Regions from separate parts of the Mus musculus genome. Here region 2 is linked to region 1. A link is a contact called in public Hi-C data. All regions are on one chromosome and are shown on one strand. Each heading gives the region's core, a stretch centred on a gene start, on an enhancer-like site or on the middle of the called end of the contact. The rest is flanking DNA. Distances are from core to core; before and after follow the strand shown.

Region 1 (2,920 bases), core at 268-2,767:
ATACTGAGTTTAGATAATTTTCACACCATTGCCTTTTACTTTAGCCTCGTAAAGGGATTAACGCCCCCGGCTCTCTCTGCGCAGGTTCAGATCAAGGAGGAATTTTCTCAGGCCACAGAGTAGGCTATGGAAGTGGCTCCCGTGGCTTCCTTCTCTGGATGAAAAGCTACAGGACACAGGAGCCAATGAGCCATCAATTCAGCAAGCCCCACAAGTAGCCAATTAGGAAGCTAATTAGAGACAACTAATTATTATTCCATTTAGATAAAGAGAATCTGGATAATTCCTTTCCCAAAGCGTGAAGGCTGTCATCTCAAAACTATAACAAACAGATTTGGGCAAATGGATATCAGCAGGTTTTTGGGTTCTCTCCACCTCCCCCAGTTTCTTTGAAACATATGCAGGAGTAGTTTCAAGTTTTCAGCGTTAGTGGTAGTCAGCCAGGAGGGCTTACAAACCCTTAGTAATCTTGGGGCTGTTATCACCATTACCTTTGGGATAAAAGAGGAGACTCTTTGAACGTAATAGGATCAAATCCTGCATCACTCAATAACAGGATAAATATGTGTGTATACATTTATTTATTTATGAAACCGTGATTTTGTCTCATTTCAAATTTGCTCTTTATTTCGGCAGTTTATATTAACTTACATAGAATTTGCTCCCATAGAGAAAAGCAAACAGTGGTCTGTAGTCATTCTCCATTACTTAAATCGCCTGTCACCAGCATCTATTGGTGTCACTGACCGCTGAGGGGACATTCAGCCAAGCTGTGGGACAATGCCCTCTAATGATTAGACAGGCTTTGGGGAGAAAGGGTATATTCCTGAGTAATTGGCCCAAGTGGGATTTTAATTAAAATAAATGAGGGTGGTCAACTAACCCTTGCTAGGTAGCATAGGCTAGACTGAGAAGTGAGTTTATTCATCCCCAGACAGAAATGTTTCAATCAGGCAATTATGCAAATGGATACTATTAATATTACTCGTTTCTTTCTTCCTTTGTTCCTAATGAAGGTCAATTGTATCCTGTTTGGCATGGTCAGCTCCTGAGCTGTGAGCCTTCATTAGGCTTCAGTGATGTTTCCCCTGAGACTCCAAAGACCGGTGGGAACTCCGAACGCAAAGAAAACTGAGGCCAGAGGGTGACAAGCCTTGTCACAGTATGCCTCCAGAGGTGCCAATCAAGTGAAGGGCTAATTACGGCTGGGCATGAACTGCCTGCAACTCCCCTGGACAGACAAGGCATGGTGTGCTCACATTAGCCGTTGGTCTCTCTTCTGTTCCACTCTGCACAGCTTTGTCTGAACATGGGTTTCTGCTATAACAAATGTGAAATGCACAAATCAAAGAAAGGGAACTTGAAGGCCTCACTATTTCCTGTGAAGCAAATGGCCGAGGTTTGGGAAAGCCATCCCCTTGCATTAAATTGAGGTGCCTTTCCAGGAACAGACCCCAGAGAGACAGGAAGATGATGACAGAACACCAGTGCATTATGGGAAGCACCGTGTATAGCAGCATGGTGACATTTCCTTAGCCACATCCTGTCCCGACTTTCCTGTCTTGCTCTCTACCTGTCAGAGCATCAGGCTTTTTGCTAAATGGACATGAATGCTCTCGTGATTTGTTTGTTTGGGGGTCAGGGTGTCATGAAGGCCAGGGATTATACATCTTGGAAATACTAACGTGGCCAGTCAGCACTGGGAACCTCACCTCCGAACAGGTCTGGGTCTGTAGGAGAGGGCTGGTAGCAATCGATGTCTGAGGCTGACTGAGAACCAGAGGACGATTGTCATGGGAGAGTGTTGAGGAACGAGGGCATGGGACAGTTTCTGAGCCTGAGTCCTACCCTGTTGTATTTATTCCAACTTCTTCAACTACAGGGTTCTAGCAACTCCGTGCGCACAGACCACTGAGTGGGCTTTCCTAATATGCAGACTATTAGACCGAAGCCCCGGGTTCTACACCTCTCACGCCAGGGGAGGGCTAGCACACATATTTGCACAATTATTAATTATAGTGAATTGTTGTTTTAAGAGCTTTGGTGTTGGCTGAGGGGCCATCTCCGAAGAAGCCTTACCAATCGCCCATCTGCTGCCTTAGTATGTTCTAGAGCTGCCACCTAGTGTCTGACCCCCGGTAGTTATAGCTGTCTATCGCTCAATTTTCACATCTATAAAATAGAGGAAGAAAAATACTTCCTTTATAGAGCTGTGTGGATTAAAAGAAAAGATATATAGAGGTTAATTTTATGGTCTGCAGCAATAAGGCAACAGTGCTAGGTAGCCAAACAGTCACTGAACGTGTATGAAAAGTGAGCGAGTCACCTTGGGTGAATGAACAAAGTCACAAGAGGTTTGTCTACAGGCAATCTCCCCCTCCCCCAAGCAGAGGCATGTGTCCTTCAGGCTAAGAGGTGACATGTGTAATTTAAGGTACCCACCAGCTTGGAACAAGATAGTGACAGTAAACAGATTGGCTTTCTCTTCTGATCTTTGTCATTTAAAATACACATGAATATGGAGCAACCAGCTGTGAAGAAAGAGGGCATATTTAAGACAGGTAGAAAGTAGGGGACACAGCTAGTGCTCAGCTATCAGCAGTGAGGAGGGTGTGGAGGGTGGAAAGAGATCCCTGCTGGGGACCAGGAAGGGGCTCAGCAACTCCGGAGGTAAGGTGGAACCCCAAGTGCTCTGCTCTCTGCATATCCTTTGAATTTACTTTATTTTTTTAATTTAAAAATGTTATGTGCATCTGTGTCAGTGCATGCATGTGTGTACGTGCACTGGTCTGTAGGTGCCTGTGGAGGTCAGAAGATGGTGTTAGATCCCCTGGAGCTGGACTTACCAGCTCTCAGTGAGCCACCGAGGCACCCAGCATGGATGCTGGCAATGCACTGGGACCTGCTGAAGAGCAGGAAG
Region 2 (2,920 bases), core at 238-2,737, 300 kb before region 1:
CAAATGCTATCCTGAAAATCCCCTATACCCTCCCCCCCCACCCCCCCACCCCGCTCCTCTACCCACCCACTCCCACTTCTTGGCCCTGGCGTTCCCCTGTACTGGGGCATATAAAGTTTGCAAGACCAGGGGGCCTCTCATCCCAATGATGGCCGACTAGGCCATTTTCTGCTACATATGCAGCTAAAGACACGAGTTCTGGGGGTTAAATTTATTTTTAACTTGTATAGATTCATGTGATACTGTGATAGTTTGATTTTCTATTTAATGTCTAGCTATTCTCTGAATCATGAAAGTACAGTTTACGTTTGTTATTCTTATGTGAGAAAAGTGAGAGGTCTGATGACAGGAAATTATTTTTAGGATAAAACAGATCTAACAGGTTCTCTGAGAACTCATGATTGCATTGAGGTTTTGTAGGAGATCTTGCATTAAAAAAATCTAAAAAATAAAAGCTGCATGGATACTTTTTCATCATTTGTTTATATGTATATGTTTTAAAGATTTAAGTTTGGCTTTGTGATTTATTAATGGATAATAGTTAATTTATTTTAACAGCAACATCTATTCCAAAGTGCTACAGAGCTGTGGTAATCCACGGATTTGTAGAAGAACTTGTGGTCAATGAGGATCCCGAGTATCAGTGGATTGATCGGATCCGCACCCCAAGGGCATCGAATGAAGCCAGGCAGAGACTCATCTCCTTGATGTCAGGTAGTCCAGGAAAGCTCCTTTACTGTTGATTGATCAGTCTTAAGATCTTCACTTTCCTCCCTCTCACATGGTGCTTGACATTTGGCAGCAAAGCTTGTGACTTTTAAGTGTTGATTCCTTATCCCAGGCACTCCCCCATTAAGCTGTTGAACACTTTTAACAAGTAGAGATCTAAATCAGATGTGGGTGTCAGTGTGTGTGAGCTGGTGAACACAGAGGTATGTGTGTTGTTGTGGAGGCCAGAAAACAACCTTAAGTATTCCTCAGTCACTGTCGGTTAAAAAAACAAAAACAAAAAAAGAAAATCCCTTTTTTTCCCCTTTTTTAAAAAACAAAATAAAACAAAACTAAAAAAAAAAAACAACATGGTTTTGCTCTGGTCTGGAACTCACCAGACTAGTTTGACTGGCTAATTGATCTCCAGGAATCCATTCCTCAGTGTTCTGATTACAAATGTAAGCTACTTTTTAAAAAAACCAAAACCAAAACCAAAACCGTGGTTTCTGGTAACTGAGCACTGTGTCAGGTCTTGATTGTACTTTAGACACTTTTCTGACTGAGCTGTTCGCCTGGCCCCTTGAAATGTCACTTAACTGGATAGCAAAAGGACATTGTGTTATAGGTGGTCTAATGTAAGGGGTGCATTGTGTAGATTGGAAGGAGCTCAGAGCAGTTAGCAGTTGCAATTTCCTCCTTTGCATCGTTTGGAATCGCAGCTTAGGCAAGCTGTGTATTTTTGCTCACATGTTCCCTGTGCACAGCCTTTTCTTGAGAACTGACTATGTAGCCTTCTGACCTTCTCTGCCACTTGTCTGACGAGCAGTAGATATGTGCCAGAAGATGTGGAACTTGCTCTGTTTGTGCGAGTGTGCATGTGTGGTATGTGTGGACCAGAGGTTAACATCTGTTCCTTTGTTTTCTTGATCACCTTCCACTTCATGTTTTAGAGGCAGAGTCTCTCACTGAACCTGGAGCTCATCAATTGGCCAGAGGACTCTGCTGCTGGGAGTTTGTACACACACACACACACACACACACACTGAAATCAGGTCCTCATGCTTGCATAGCAGAACTTGGGTCATTGAATTGTCTCTCCATTCCCTGAATGTGGAGCATGTCTTCCTTGTTCATCCAGCTGTCTAACACCTTGACATGAAGAGTGCCGGCATACAGTGCAGAACTCACACTGTTTCTCACTGAGGCGCATGGATGGCTGGATGAGTGAGCATTTACTCACCATGCTTCAGCTTGTAGCCAGTAGCATCTTACCTCCCCAGCGAGGAGCCTCATCAAATCCCCAGAAGCCGTGATTTCTAAACTCTTGGTTTTATATTGCTGTTATAGCCTTCCTTTTCTGTATCTAATACAGAGGTATGAAGTTACTAATGAGTCTCTTTCTTTCTGTAGGTGAATTACAGAGAAAGATTGGCTTGAAAGTCCTCGAGATGAGAGGGAATGCAGTTGTTGGGTACTTGCAGTGCTTTGATCTGGAGGGCGAGTCTGGGTTAGTGGTCCGAGCCATAGGAACGGCGTGCACTCTGGATAAACTGAGCAGCCCAGCAGCGTTCCTTCCTGCATGCAGCTCCCCATCCAGAGAACTGAAGGAGTAAGTATGGCTCCGTGAGCGGCAGTGAGCAGCTTCCCAGGAGCTTTCTGTCTTTTACCTCAAGCTCCGTTTGCTCTCACCTTCTGGTAGCAGTGTTCAACATACAGTTTTACTTGTGTGATCTTTCTTAAATATTTCAGGTCCTTAGACGTCATCTATCTAAAGCATAAAAATGAATATTTATGTCTGGTGTGGAACTTGCCTTCCTCTCTAGGAGACTCCTAACTGTCACTATATTTACTCTTGGCGGTGTGTAAAGAGCACTGCAGGTCGCCCTGTAGACGGTTCTCAGGCTCCAGGGTCTGCCCCTGCAGGCAGTTCATAAAAATAAAACCTTGATCCAGAATTCTTGGCTCTAAACTATCTTTAGCTTTACAAGAGCTGGGATGGAGGTGCTCAGCACTGTGCACATTTAAGCAAACTTTTCTCTGAAAGACTAGGTAGTAAATTTTAGATACTGGTGTTTAGTCTCTCTGTCTCTCTCTGTCTCTCTCTGTCTCTCTCTGTCTCTGTCACACACACACACACACACACACACACACACACACACACACACACACACCAAACCAAACAAAACCCAGAAAGCCCCTTCCCACCTAG

The links. Hi-C and Micro-C count contacts between places; a contact is called where the count stands out from the background.
Region 2: a Hi-C map of regulatory T cells shows a contact between it and region 1, with 4 times the contacts expected there. The contact joins two enhancer-like sites. A contact is called at or near these places in 2 of 39 promoter capture datasets (HPC-7-derived erythroid cells and hippocampal neurons), 5 of 484 Hi-C or Micro-C datasets (CD4 T cells, Th1 cells, cortical neurons and 2 more), 1 of 115 datasets of contacts at active chromatin or transcription factors (embryonic stem cells) and 1 of 9 other capture datasets (embryonic stem cells).

Annotation. Positions count from the first base shown.
Region 1 is chr6:142,778,733-142,781,652 of GRCm38.p6, reverse strand. No RefSeq gene overlaps it. Among named protein-coding and RNA genes, the nearest start is that of Gm46981, 3.5 kb to the left of the region's middle. Within about 2 kb of position 1,517, at least 69 of the 459 cell types and tissues checked have an H3K27ac peak or open chromatin away from gene starts, as enhancers often do. A contact at or near this core is called in Th1 cells and regulatory T cells, where this site is marked.
Region 2 is chr6:143,077,663-143,080,582 of GRCm38.p6, reverse strand. It overlaps C2cd5 (C2 calcium-dependent domain containing 5), which reads left to right. Exons shown (of 29, transcript NM_001362113.1): 6 at 559-714; 7 at 2,122-2,320. Among named protein-coding and RNA genes, the nearest start is that of C2cd5, 21 kb to the left of the region's middle. Within about 2 kb of position 1,487, at least 23 of the 459 cell types and tissues checked have an H3K27ac peak or open chromatin away from gene starts, as enhancers often do. A contact at or near this core is called in Th1 cells and regulatory T cells, where this site is marked.